Regions from separate parts of the Mus musculus genome. Here region 2 is linked to region 1. A link is a contact called in public Hi-C data. All regions are on one chromosome and are shown on one strand. The core of a region is the stretch at or near the end of the contact, and the rest is flanking DNA. Distances in the headings are between cores, read along the strand shown.

Region 1 (4,134 bases), core at 1,473-3,972:
ACTTTCTTCTCCAGCAGGCCGCCTCTCTACCGTCAGGTCAAGCTGGAGTGGCTCAGTTAGAGGGAAATGAACTTCACCTTCAGTCAGCATCAGACTTCTTTCTGGTCTACAAGAGGGAAATGTGGTTCCTGTCTGAGCCATATTAACTCTTCAAGAGAACAATTGCATTCTGCGTCTGTGTTCTAAAGGTATGCATGGTTCAACTTCATCACATAAAAGTCACACATTGAGCACTTGGCTGTGCAGGGGGATGTATTGTTTGGGTGGCCCTTGCCTATGCAGAACCGGATATGCTCAAATGCTTGGTGGACAGAGAAACTATTTGAAAGAAACTTCCTTATGATTGGAATTTCCTGGCGAATTGAATGTCCGAAAGGATTCCATTCCTCAAAAGCCAGAATGAAGACTTGTTTGAAATTATGTCTGTGTGTCCGCATGTTTGTGTGCACATATGCACATGAGTGAGTGTGTACTTGCACTTAGAGGACCGATCTTTTTGTTTTACTGTTGGGTTTTTTTTTTTTTTTTTTTTTTTTTTGAGACAAGGCTTCTTTAGTCTTTGTTGTCCTGGGACTCACTTTGTAGACCAGGCTTGCTTTGAACACAGAGATCAGCCTACCTTGGCCTCTTAGTGCTGCGATTAAAGACATGTGCCACCACTGCCTGGCTGAGGCCAGATCTTAATGTCAAATGTCTTTCTCAGTCACTCTTCACTTTGTATTTTGAGACGTGTCCTCTCACGGAAATTAGATCTTACTGATTCAGGTCAGCTAGTTAGCCAATCAGTCTTAGGGATTCCATGTTTTCACTACCAAGTGCCAGGAATATCGATGCATACGGTTGCACCAGACTTCACCCTTCTTTCCTGGTGTATCTAACTCAGGTCCTCGTGCTTGTATGTCAAGGACTGACTGACTGAGCCAGCTCTGAGCCTCTGGTGTGAATATTGAGAAAATATTCTTTTTTTTTTTTTCTACAAGGCCATGTCTAAATTTTGCCTAACAGTGTAAATATTCAAGTTGAACTTTGTTTTCCCACAATGTCGTAGATTATTTTCAAAATAAAATGTCAAAGAATGTATTTTGTTGCACAGTATAGATTAATTTTTTATACATGAAGAACCTCCCTGTGTAGCTCAGGTTGGCCTCAAACTGACAATAATCCTTTCTCAGCCTCCAGAGTTCTGGAACTACTATCATCTATCACTGTGCCAGGGCAGGTTTTTGATTGATCTATCTATCTATCTATCTATCTATCTATCTATCTATCTATCTATCTATTTGGGATCATTCTTTTTCTATAAAAATATAAAAACATTTTTTTGTTCACTAAACCATATATCAGTGAATATTGATTAAAAAAATTTGTAGATGTTTACTCATGAAGAACACAGTCAGCATACCCATGGGCAAGAAGCCATGCTTCACTGGGGGAAAGGCACTATGGAGGAAGGCTTGAGAAATTTGCAACTGGTCACCAATTAATCGGCCAGGTATTTCCCTTCAAATAGAGCAATATTAATTTTTAGTCCTTCTTAGCAAAGAAAACAGATATACTTTCAAGTCCTCCTTCTTTTCTTCAACTTAAAGAACTGACTTAGTTTCGCAACAAGGTAGTGGGAGGTGATCTACTCCATATTTCAGCCTTGATTTATGTGAAAGAAAAATAAGCAATAATCAAACATGTGTGACATGATTAGTGGTCACTTGCTGCAGATTCTGCTCATGTTCACATGCCAGGTAATGGAGAATTATCTGTTCTTCTAGAATACATATCTTAAACCCTGATAGTTCTTATGGCTACAAGCTTCTTTCTATAACACTTAAAAACTTTCCTTGCCATGTCCAATTCTTCCATGTGTGCTGCTTTCTAAAAGTCATCAAATAAAATGAATTTCACATGGAGACTTCATATATGTTTGTGTTATAAATCCAACGCTTAATGTTTCTTCTGCTGTTTCTCCCCTGTTCAGGCAGAGAGATGTTTCCATCTCTCTTCAGATGCTATCTGGACAGCCATTCCCTATCTGTGCTTGGGCTAAATATAAAATTTAAATGTAAATGCCATATAAGTAACAAAGAGAATAATGAAGATCATTCATCCACAACATGTGTGCACTTCATCTGATAGCTCAGTGATTGTTCACGGACTTCTCATGCTTTAAGCCCTGAGTGTTTTGCTATCAGAACTCCTAATGAACCAGCAGTCCTCCTGTTTGTGCTGTCATGAGCAAAGAAGAGGAAATAACTAGATTGGCAATATTGCCAATAGTTTTGCATGACAGCTAAAGGAACTATTTGCGAACTTTACCTGGCTATGGATGTCACCTAGTATGATTGCTTGTGAACAAAAGAGACATTCAGAAGTCCAGAGGAAATATGTGCTCTGTGGTGTGTGCTGAGACAGGCCTAGGCCCCCCTAGCCTGCATCCAGCCGGGGACAGAAAATTCTAGAAGCTCTATAAAAGGACACAAGGGTAGAGCCAAGGCAAACTGATAAAGCAAACTGAATGAATTAACAGGCTGCTTTTTATAAGCGTTTCTTCTAATTTCATTGGAGTATGCTCTATCCAGCTACAGATTTGAATGGTAAAAGGTATTGTGATGTTTCTTTAATGTAAGAGTGTATGTAGAATTTTTCTGCTGTCTTCTAGAGGTAGAAGCACTGAGTAACAGAAAAAGATGTGGTCAACCTAGGAGTACAGGAAACCACAGAAGGAACTAGTTCTTTATCTTGCTCTCTGGTGATTCTTCCTCTTCTATCAGTGGGGGACTGATGGGCCTGTCAGAAGTGGGGGAGGAATTTAGATGATGGAGGGATGAAGGTAGCCTCAATGTTCTGTGCATTTGGAATCAATCTTGAAGGAAGGAAGATTTGAAGAGGTATGGATTTAGACTCCCACTGTTATCAGTGGGAGGCAGAGAAAAACTGCCCACTTGCATGCAAGTCAGCAAATATCTGAGGGTTAAAGATGCTGGGACTCTGATCTATTGACCAGTAAGGTCCCAGCGCTTCTTATAATAATTGTGTTAAGGTACCACAGTATCCAAATAAAGTTAATAACTACTGCATGGCACTTGTGGGCTTGGCATATGCATACACTTGGTTGACTCTTTTAACTCCAGGCTTGTTTCTTAACCAGCTAGGCAACTTTAGTCAGTTGCCCTTTGTCATAGTTAGAATCTGAAATGACTCCAAAGGGTCAGCTTGCACTGTAGCTGAAGGGGCCGTTGGAATTGGTGAGGCCCAGTGTAAACTGTTGAGTCTTTGGAGGTTGTCCATAAGGCGGTACTGCATTTTCAACTCCTTCCTCTCTCATTCCTTTTGCTGCTGGGCCCACATGGAGCTCTTCTGTCTGGGTTCCCACCATGATGGAAAACCCACAGCAGTGCACCCAGGACAGCATGGCATGAAACCTGTGTTACCCTGAGCCAAAATGCATCTTTCTTCTTTAAAGTTGCATGTCTTAGTCATTTTACATCAAAGAGGAAGCTAATGTGCCCCTTAGGCATAATACCCTTTAATATAGGACCAGATTAACACTGGGATTATATATGTGAATGTATATATGTGTGTCCTCATATAGAATTAGAAAAAGATTGGAATAATTTTCATCTTATTATTTTGGTAACATGGATCAGATCTAGGGGCTCAAGCATACGCAAGATAAGCAAATGCTCTACACTTGATATGTACCTGCAGATACCCTAATAGTATTATGAAGAACCAGCTTCATCCGGTTATTTCAAGTAATATATAAAACTGGACGTGTGTGTTAGCAGTCCTGGTTATCTCTTTGGGAGTTCCCTTACAGTGCTATAGATCTTCAAAATTACAGCACTGTTTATATATTGTGATTAACACGTGTCATTATTATTAAAAGTATATTATTAAAAGTTGCAATGTGGGCAGCACAATGTATCAACAAGCTGGCTGGGTGTGACTGAAGCCTGGAAGCTGTTAAGCAAAATTCCATGTGTCTGAAGTGGTCTTCTGTTGCCAAAGAATAGTCCAGAGCACCAAATCTGATCTTGGACCAAGGGGAAAGGGTTAACACTGCAAGAGGCTACTATACACTAAATGTCTCTCGTGTGTCAACAATTATTTCACTTACTCTCAGCAAAAGGTTATGAA
Region 2 (3,971 bases), core at 1,387-3,886, 250 kb after region 1:
TGAATGGCTTCAGTATTTTTCCATGCCTAAGATACATTCATGTTCTAAAAATTGGAGGAAAAAATATAAGCAAACAACATTGTCAGTATCAATAAATCTGCATCACGGGATTCACTTCTTATCAACGTTGCCAATGTGCTCTGTGCTTTTCCAACCTCCTGTCCCTAATAATCAACTCTGATATTTCGCATGCCCTGCACATGCTGAGCTCCAGCCCAGCCCTGAGCTGCTTTCCACTTCAGAGATGAGAATGGGGATTATTTATTTAAATAGTATACAGTCCTGTTGTTGAGCTGACCTCTAAAAGCCAAGAGGGAACAGCATGGCAGGAAGATGCCTGGCTTTTGTGGGCAACAAGCTTATTTCCTGCTACAAATGAAATGGCCCTATACCACACTCCCCAGCATCAGGAAAGCAATTAATACACTAATGTCTGGGCTTTCACAGTTTGCTTTCAGAAAATGGAATGTAGGATTGAATTCAACTTCAATATTTTTTTCCTGTGCATTTTTTTCTGTATAGCTCCAATTGTTTTTGTAACAATGAGAATTACTCAAAGAAATACTGGGAATCAAAACTGCTTGATGGTTGTAAAGTTTCTTTAATTCTAAGCCAACAAGTGCCACAACTATTAATTGCCTGACATAATAGTATGTGAAGTCATAAAAAGTAGTGATTATCCCATCTTCTGTAAATTTTATCTCTCCCAGTGCAAAGCTTAGCAGGGCTTGATGTCTTTATTCTTGAAAGTCGATCTCTGCAACAAGGCTTATTTCATCTGCACTGTGTGGCCATTCTCTCAAACAGCAGATGACACATTTCATTCCTTAAAGCTTTTAAAGAGCATCTCACGTAAATTATTCCTAGTTAATCATATGCAATTTACTAAATCCCAGCTTTTGAGATGCTTTAAAATCAAAATGAAAGCTACATATATTCAGTAACAAACGTATGTATACAGAGGTGATAATGGCAATCTTACTACCTAGTAATGATTATTGAGCTAGAATTGATCTTCCACATTCATGCTTCAAGTGGTGTGGAATGATCAAAAGTGGGATAAGAATGGCAGGTGGGTCAAACAGGAAATGAAATAAGATTGTACCTGTGTCTAGTGCTAGCACAGCTACAAATGCACACATACATATACATACACACAACCCATAGACATTAGTTCACACAAACTTACACATGCATGCACACACACAAACACATATATATTTATACATATAAACACACATATACACACAAACACACATACATACAAACACACATGCATACAAACATGAGTGAACACATACATAAACACACAAGGCACACATATATGTTCAAACAAACATACACACAAGCACAAACCCAAATACACACATACATCGCACAAATACACATATAAAACACAAACATGTACAAACACACACATATATACATACATACATACATTCATGCATGCATATACACATGTACACACACATATAAACATACATGTAAATGTACACACACAGCACACACAAAACATATATACACAAATACACATAAGTACACATATACACACAAACATGAAAATACAAACACAAAACACTCACCACATGTAAATATACACAGAGATGCATACAGCATACACACATAAAAACATACACGTGCATACACACATACATAAACCTACACACATATAAATGTACATAGATATACAAATACACACACACACACCACATCTATCGCCCAGACATTTGGGGATAAGAAAGCAAGCTAATAATCTTGAGCAAATAGATGTGATTAAATATGATTGAGCATGGTTTGGTTTTTTTTTGTTTTTTTGTTTTTTTTAATTCTCACAAATGTAGATCTTGATGAAGACCAGTTTGTCTAGAGTCCCACTGATTTAATTTGGGTGAGCTATAATTTACTGGGCTGCAGGAGAAACAGTAATTTGTTGAGGCCATCATCAGCTCATTAGAATCACACTGGGAACACTTAATGGTGTACAACCCACAGCTTTTTGTATCCATTTCATAGTGATTCCTCTCGCCCTGCCTGCTGCTCACCACTCCAACTGTTGATAGCATGATCCTTTCCAAACACACCCCAGAAAATAAGAGGTTTTAAAAAAAAAAGATTTAAGTCACCAAGAAACACATTTCAACATTTCAGGGTATGAGGCAGGCTGCTAGGATAAAATATTCTCATGTACTGTTAACATGTAAGATTGGCTAGCTGTTAAGTACTGTAAACTGCAACTTATCAAAAGCTCAAAAATCCTACACAACAGAACAGAAAATAATTATTCTCCCTGAACAGCTATTGTCTCCTGTCTCAGCTTTTCCTGAACTAATAAAAGGTTTAATTTTAAATGGTGCAAAGGAAATGTCAGCATTGCTAAGATATACAATACTCGGGTGCTTGGCTCACCATACATTAAAACGTATGAAATTAGACCTAAGTGAAGCCTAAACAAACCTGAAGATTCCCCTCCCTCCCCCAGGCACCTTTTCTCTTTACCTCTGATTGATAGGATCACGTGAAACCAGCCTGGGTTCCAACACTGTCGTTTCAGATGACAAGGTCTTGATAAGGGCCGAGAGCACTGGTTAGGGGGTATGTATTTCCGGGCCTACGATTTCAGTTATGCACAGTGGGCGATTTAGTTCAAAGGAGCAGGGACATTTATTTTGATGCTTCACAGGAAAAAGGAGTGGGGGCAGGGACGACAAAAGAGAGAAAGGCCTTAAAGGCTTCCTGCATTCAAATGTGTGCATCTGTTTTCACTTTTACTATCTTCAAAAAAAAAAAAAAAAAAAAAAAAAAAAAAAACGAAGATAACGTTTCAGTCTAAGACTGGCTGCTGCTGAAGCTTTGGTGTGCTAAGAAGAAAAACACTGCTGAGGGGAACATGGCAGGGAGCAACAGTCCTAAACTTTCCTCAGCTTTGGGCTTCACAATGAATTTGATTCAGATTCCAAACAATTAGCAATAATAAAAATATACATTAGGTGAGCATGCTCCTCGGTCAGTATTTCTCAGGTAGGTTTATTTTAAATAACCAAAATCAATGGAGTTTGGAGAGATGTAGTTACCTTTATTTATGCTTTCTTCCTCTTTTTTTTTTTCTATTTTTCTTCACAAATATATGGTAATTATTCGTTACCTCCTTTTATTGAGCATTGTGGTAGTTCCAAATAGTATAACCCTTTCTCTAAAAAGAAACACAATCTATTCTTTATAAATGTTAGACACGGTATTTAAATATTGGCAAACAATTCAGTGCTGTAACATACAATGAGAGTAGAAGAGAAAAGTAGCTACCACCCCCAAGACTCCCCTGAGGATGAAGTGTGGCTCAGTCTTCCACTGACTAGAATGGGAAATGCACAATCAATGTGTATAAAGTACTTGTTCCATAGGCACACTCATGAGCACAGTGAGTGATAACCAAAGCTCCATAAAGAAAAAAATGTTCTTTCCATCCTTCTTCCTTAGTTAAAAGGGGCACCTATAAAAAAAGACAGACCAATCAAAGAAAAAATATAGTTTATTGGAGTATATACCTTTAAAAGTTTTTGTTGTATATCTCACACACACACACACACACACACACACACACACACACACACACACACACACACACACAGCACATTTTCAGGAGAGGTACACAGAGAAGGGAGAGGCAATCTGGAATTCAGATATCATAGCCATTGTTTATCAAAACAAAGGTTTAAGCCCAGAGACATGGAAGTGTCAAGAACAGCTTTGAGGTAGGTTATGTCTGCACTTCTTGGGGTCTCTCGTACTTTGGACTCATAGTTCTACTCTGGATTTACGGATAGAGACTCACAAAACGATGTCTTCCATTTAGATGCAATTTTCTTTTACAAGGAAGTAACAGATTCCTGTTTTCAGAGCTTCTCTGTGTCTTTACTTTCTCAAAATTATCAGCTCAAAATAGTGTTTGTGCCAAAGAGGCATATTTTAGCATT

Evidence for each region. Hi-C and Micro-C count contacts between places; a contact is called where the count stands out from the background.
Region 2: a contact with region 1 is called in a Hi-C map of group 2 innate lymphoid cells, with 1.8 times the contacts expected there. The contact joins two enhancer-like sites. A contact is called at or near these places in 3 of 484 Hi-C or Micro-C datasets (the HPC-7 cell line, double positive thymocytes and group 2 innate lymphoid cells) and 1 of 115 datasets of contacts at active chromatin or transcription factors (T-cell acute lymphoblastic leukemia).

What each region holds. Positions count from the first base shown.
Region 1 is chr4:7,204,474-7,208,607 of GRCm38.p6, forward strand. Gm33646 (a long non-coding RNA gene) reads left to right here. Exons shown (of 6, transcript XR_390373.1): 4 at 18-188. Among named protein-coding and RNA genes, the nearest start is that of Gm33646, 14 kb to the left of the region's middle. Within about 2 kb of position 2,723, at least 28 of the 459 cell types and tissues checked have an H3K27ac peak or open chromatin away from gene starts, as enhancers often do. A contact at or near this core is called in the HPC-7 cell line and group 2 innate lymphoid cells, where this site is marked.
Region 2 is chr4:7,452,660-7,456,630 of GRCm38.p6, forward strand. No RefSeq gene overlaps it. Among named protein-coding and RNA genes, the nearest start is that of 8430436N08Rik, 110 kb to the right of the region's middle. Within about 2 kb of position 2,637, at least 53 of the 459 cell types and tissues checked have an H3K27ac peak or open chromatin away from gene starts, as enhancers often do. A contact at or near this core is called in the HPC-7 cell line and group 2 innate lymphoid cells, where this site is marked.